Regions from separate parts of the Rattus norvegicus genome. Here region 1 is linked to region 2. Evidence: chromatin contacts called from public Hi-C data. All regions are on one chromosome and are shown on one strand. Each heading gives the region's core, a stretch centred on a gene start, on an enhancer-like site or on the middle of the called end of the contact. The rest is flanking DNA. Distances are from core to core; before and after follow the strand shown. Region 1 overlaps Fam149a (family with sequence similarity 149, member A). Region 2 holds the start of Tlr3 (toll-like receptor 3).

What was found. A called contact is a pair of places that touch in the nucleus more often than the background predicts.
Region 1: a Hi-C map of liver shows a contact between it and region 2, with 3 times the contacts expected there. The contact joins the enhancer-like site here to the promoter of Tlr3 in region 2. A contact is called at or near these places in 4 of 12 Hi-C or Micro-C datasets (hepatocytes, kidney, liver and 1 more).

What each region holds. Positions count from the first base shown.
Region 1 is chr16:53,615,088-53,617,787 of GRCr8, forward strand. All of the region lies in intron 1 of Fam149a (family with sequence similarity 149, member A), which reads left to right. Among named protein-coding and RNA genes, the nearest start is that of Fam149a, 29 kb to the left of the region's middle. Within about 2 kb of position 1,439, at least 11 of the 93 cell types and tissues checked have an H3K27ac peak or open chromatin away from gene starts, as enhancers often do. A contact at or near this core is called in hepatocytes and liver, where this site is marked.
Region 2 is chr16:53,553,571-53,556,333 of GRCr8, forward strand. Tlr3 (toll-like receptor 3) reads left to right here and starts at 1,346. Exons shown (of 7, transcript NM_198791.2): 1 at 1,346-1,447; 2 at 1,561-1,755. It overlaps LOC134482381 (a long non-coding RNA gene), which reads right to left and starts at 1,378. Exons shown (of 2, transcript XR_010058394.1): 1 at 1,239-1,378; 2 at 1-698.

The sequences.
Region 1 (2,700 bases), core at 189-2,688, 62 kb after region 2:
TTACATTATAACTTGAGGATTCGAACTGTTTTTTGTTTTTGTTTTTCATAAATCTATTTTGTGTTGTTTCTTCTTCCATGGTCTCCTGATAAAATAAATCTCAAAATTCAAGGGAAAAAAATGGGTCTTACAGAACTCCATTGAATTCATTTTTCCAATGTACTAAATTGAAATGTGAATTTTCCATTTCTCTGATAAAGCGTCGTACTAATGACAATATCGTGTTTCTGTCCAACGACTAATGTCCTTTATAGATTTCACCCTCTCTTTTCAGAGTTTGGCCATGTGTTTTATCGTGAGTAATATACTAACCTTGCATCTTTCTGTGATCTTGGGTAAAATAGTGAACTTCATGGAATTTTAAATTTTTTTCTCGTTCTTTATAACAAGTCTTACAGTTTTTCATATGTGATCACTTCTCAGGTTAGCAATTCATTTGTTGCTAAATAATCGAACCCACAGAGTCTTCCTATCGCCCAGAGCGGGCTCGGGCTGTATACCCTGCAGACTGAATTACACGTTGATTACGCCTTGCAATTACCATCTCCCAGCCATCACCTTCTCTGCCTCAGATTTTTGACCTGCAGGGTGGTACTAATCACCGCAACCCTCAGTGTGTTTGTGGGGCCGATGGACCGTGCCACCAGACAGAAGAACTAGTCAGGTTAAGTGAGCTCAGACTCGGTGAATCTCAGCATTGAGAACAGTAGGAGTGGGATGTCGTCTCCCTGTCTGTCTCTACCTGCTCTGGAACACATAGTCATGACACCCCACTGAGGACCTTGCCAATCTGTCAGGAAGGGAAAACACTCACCCGGAGTCCTTCCCTATGCAAATAGAGCATCTCAAACTGAGCCAATAGGCAAGCATCTACCCCTGGACCCCGCCCTACTCCTCAATGTTTATAAAGTCCCTAACCACATGCAATAAAGTGCATACATTATTTTTTGCCGAGGATCATTTGAGAGTGGCTGTTTTACTGAGATGTAAACACTTGGGGAAGAGGTTTCTCTCCTGAAGCATTTATCAGTGGACCTTGGACCTGCCTGACTGGTCAGGCTCACCACCGCCCACCACTGCCAGCCACAGTCGCTCCTGTCGCAGGCACTGGCGCCGCTGCAGTATTGGACCAGACTCAGTACCCCGGCCACCCAAACCTCCTTGCTTCCCTTCTAAGGGCTGTAACACTTCTGGTTTTCCTGGCCCAGTCGAGGACCAAAGAACCTATTTGTCCTGATTCCACAGGGGACGACAATGTTAAATTTCAAACCCAGACAAACAACTGACGCACTTCCTTGGCATATCAAAACAGACCTCGCTTCCAGTTCTCCCAGCATCCCTCAGTTCCTACTTGTTCCACGGTATGGTATGGCTGTCACCCTGCCCCCTAACCTGAACTCTCCAGCCCAGAGACTGGGCTGCCCTTTGCCCAGAGGATTTTCCCTATTTAATCCAGCTATTTTGGCTGCCTGCCCTTTTTGTACCTTTGGTGTCCTGGCTACTGCACCAGGTTCTCCTCTCTCTCTTATCCCTTCCCCTCCCCCCTCTCCTGTCATGATCACTCTGGATTCTCCCAGATGTTCTGTCTCTGACTATGCTCGCCCACGTGTCTATAATAAAGTTTCTCCTCCACCATACCTAGGAGCAGTCAGATCCTTTCCTTTCCGTTTTATTCCTTCACAATAAACGGGGGTGAAACATGAGTATACTCTCTTATACCAAGCACTTACAGCAGGGCCTGACATACGGAACATGCTTTCGAAATGTTAGTAAACGTTGTGGGACATATTTGTTGTTTATAGATAAAAGAAGCATACAAGGAAAAGAACTCCAACGCAATTCAGACCCATGAGTTTGGGATGAGTCTTTATAAAGTAAATATATGAGGCCAGACTGGGCCAGTTTGTATAAAACGGCTTGCCCCTGACAATTTACACAATGTTGCTGACCTTGCTTTTCTCTTCTGTATGGGAGAGGAGCATCACTCAGGATAGGTTTCATGAAAAGAATTAGAATATGGGGGTTGGGGATTTAGCTCAGTGGTAGAGCGCTTGCCTAGGAAGCGAAAGGCCCTGGGTTCGGTCCCCAGCTCCGGAAAAAAGAACCAAAAAAAAAAAAAAAGAATTAGAATATGAAGCTTCCGGTCCTATTTGCCTGACAAACTGAAAGCTCTCCCTCCGTAGAGGAGGCACTTCCTGTGTGCTGTGTTTGCCAGGTAATTGCCACAGAAAGAGTGGTTTCTGATCTAAACAAGATTCCCCATCTCTTCCGGAATGAAAATCTAATAAATCCTAAATCTTGAAAAACAAACAAAACCTTAACAGATAAAGCAACAACAAAAAACACGGTCTATGGAAGGAGTCTAATGACAAAAAGGGATGTGGCGCCATCTATTGGAATTTTTGAGCATTGGGCTACAATATTTTCATATCAGAGCCTTGGATAGTAATTGGGGGAAAGAATAAGACGTTTAGTGCAAGTACTAAGTATAATTTTCAAATTTAACAATAATTTCATATTTGAGAAGGTTTTATTTTTAACACCTATTATTAAGGTGCATTTGGCACAGTGAACCACTCACCATTGATGTTGCCGAGTGTTTGTGCGTGTGTGTGTGTGTGTGTGTGTGTGTGTGTGTGTGCGCGCGCGCGCGTGTGTGTGTGTGTGTGTGTGTGTCTGTGTGTGTATAGTTGTGCTTAT
Region 2 (2,763 bases), core at 96-2,595:
GATGCCAATGAAGCCTGAGAGAGACTGGTGTTCCAAGAAGACGAGTCTCAACTATAGAGGCACTCATCAGACCTCCACAACGGATTCACAATCAAACTCGGCTCCATGCTGATATCCGCTTGGTCAAAGCTAGCCAAGCCAAGAGTCAGTGTAGGAGAGGGCCACACAATGGCTGATTCTCTGTCAGGAGACTAGTCCTTCAGAGGCTAGCAAAAGTCATGCTCTTCTGCAGAATGGTGGCGGGAGAAGTATAACAACAAAAATGCAGCCTGACCTGTTTTCAAAGAACCCGCATAGGTGAAAGACTATTAATGCTTTGTTGGCCTCCAGGGGATCAATGCAGAGGACAACTGAGGACAACTGCTTGCTTATGGTGTGGAACTGAAGATATTACAAGTGAAAGAAAGGTGTGAGCAGGAGGTAACCACAGGGAGTAACCAGTTGGGGCCACGCCACGGAAGGGCAATTTGCACTAGGATACAAAGTTACTTCTTACTTTCACTTCTGTGTGCATTCACCTTTCCCACTTTCACCTCAGCCTCAGTCAACAAAAGGAATCATTGTGGTGAGTTCTCAGGCTCTCCCCTCTCTAGGCTTCAATATGAGGAAATCAGGTCAGGTGCTCTCCCATTTCTTGTATGTTTTATCACGTTTTTAAACTACATCTCAACCTGGTGGTATATCCTGTCATTGCTCATCTGTAATGAAAGGAAAACCGAGTTCATTCTCATGCAATTACATTTCTTTAACCAAAACCTCAAAGCTAATCGAGGAGGAAGGAGTTAATCTGAACCGAATATGTTTGATGCCTACTGATGCCTAATTTGTGGATTCTGTGGAAAACTGGGCCTGCTTGAGCAAGAAAGGTTCTTTGTGACAGCCAGTGCTGGATGGAACTCCTCTCTCCCTCCCCTGTCCCTTCCCCCATTGTTATCCCCCCCACCCCACCCCGCCCCATTTGTTTCTGAGAGTTCCCTGTTACTGCTTTTGAGGCCGGACTTCCTGTGTCCTATATGTCTTCAACATTTCCTGCTGGAAAACTGGATGACCATTTTTACCCAGACTTTACTCATTTTGCGAAGAAAAGAAAGCAAGGTGAGTGAATGACTTTCGCTTTGTTTAGGCATGTCTGGTTTAGCCCACGGCTTGTTCCCGGGGGCCCCTCACACTTTGCCCCGATCCCCACCTACGCTCTGGCTTGCAGTCCCAAGCCTCTAACCATGTACTACTTAACTTACACAGGTTTGCAAGGATCTGAAAGTCACTGCAGAGGGCTCGACTCTGAAGCCAGGAACTTATTGACTCCCAGAGTTCCGCTTACAGCCAGCCAGCCACGGGTTCCTCTGCTTACACTTTTCTCCCTAAAGGTCAGTTTATGAATTCCAGGAGGTCCTTAAAAAGAAACAAGCAAACAACAACAACAACAACAACAACAACAACAAAAAGGGTAACAGTTCAATAACAATTTAACTATTCGCTGAAAATATCCTGTGTTTCTTTAATCATGATAACCTTTCTCCTCTCTCCTTTCTCTCTCTCTCTCTTTTTTTTAAACTTCAGTTTCACTTTCAGGATGGAAGGAAATGTCTGATTTAAAAAAAAAAGTCTGAATGAAAACTACGGCGATGCAGGATCTCAGGCTGGATAAAATCAGAATGTGCTTGGCTTTTGAGGTTAACACACCAGTTCTCTATCGGGGAAGTAAAACTGCCCGAGTCACAGTCAGGAAAGAAAAGAAGACAGAAGACGCTACAGGTATGAGGGGAGAAATGCACCATAATTCCAAATGTAAATTTAGCAACAAAATCTGATTTCTGTGGTGAAACGCCAAATGCAGAAAGCAGTGTTTAAAACAACAGCAGCAGCAACAAAAATGCTTCCTCTGTAGACTTCTCTTGGAAAGATACTTCAAGAAAGCTTCCCGAGTTTTATAAAAGGCTTTAGGAAGGGGGTGAGGGTGGCTCTGAGGGAGCATAAGGGGTAAACAAGATTAAAAAACACATGTATGTGTAGTGTATTGTATAAATTCATTATAAAGTAAGTAAAAGAATTATACTAAAAGGTAATTAAAATGCTTTTTTGTTTTGTTTTGTTTTTAAATCACCTTTGCCTTAAAAAAACAAAATCCTAGAAGGTTAAAAAGTCCTCTCTATTTAGTTGCCTAGAAAGGAAGATCCGGCATTCTATGACAATGTTCTTGAGAAAGGAAGAATTCTCAGATGTGTCTAGGAACTGGCCAATCGCTTTCTGTTATAGAATAAAGAAGGAGGACAGGAGAGGAGGGCAGGCTGTTCCGGAAGTTGGATAGTAAAGCCAGAAACCAGGCTGAGACGTTATGGAGAGAAATCAGTCAACCTTCAAGATAGGGAAGTTATCATAAGCTCTTCTCACGACTTTATAATGTGATTATGTGCTGATACGTATCTGATATTGCAAAGGTTATAAGCCAGGCTACAAATCATGGCTAACTCCAGGTATTCTCTCCCCACACTTCTCGCCTTGGCCATAATACATGCAGCCTCTCCCTTGAATGAAGAAATATAATTCTATGTATCTTCAAAAATACGTTCTCAAAATCAAGATCTTCTCTCTCCCGCTCCTCCCTGCCTCTCATTAAGAATCAGTCAGTAGTAACTTTTTCTTCATTCTCCTTTCATATGTTAGCTGTATTTTTGTTTGTTTGATTGAAACATGTCTTTGCATAAGTCAAACTACTTTCCCATTTTTTTTCTCAGTTGTTCAGCTGGCTGTGGAGTTTGGAGT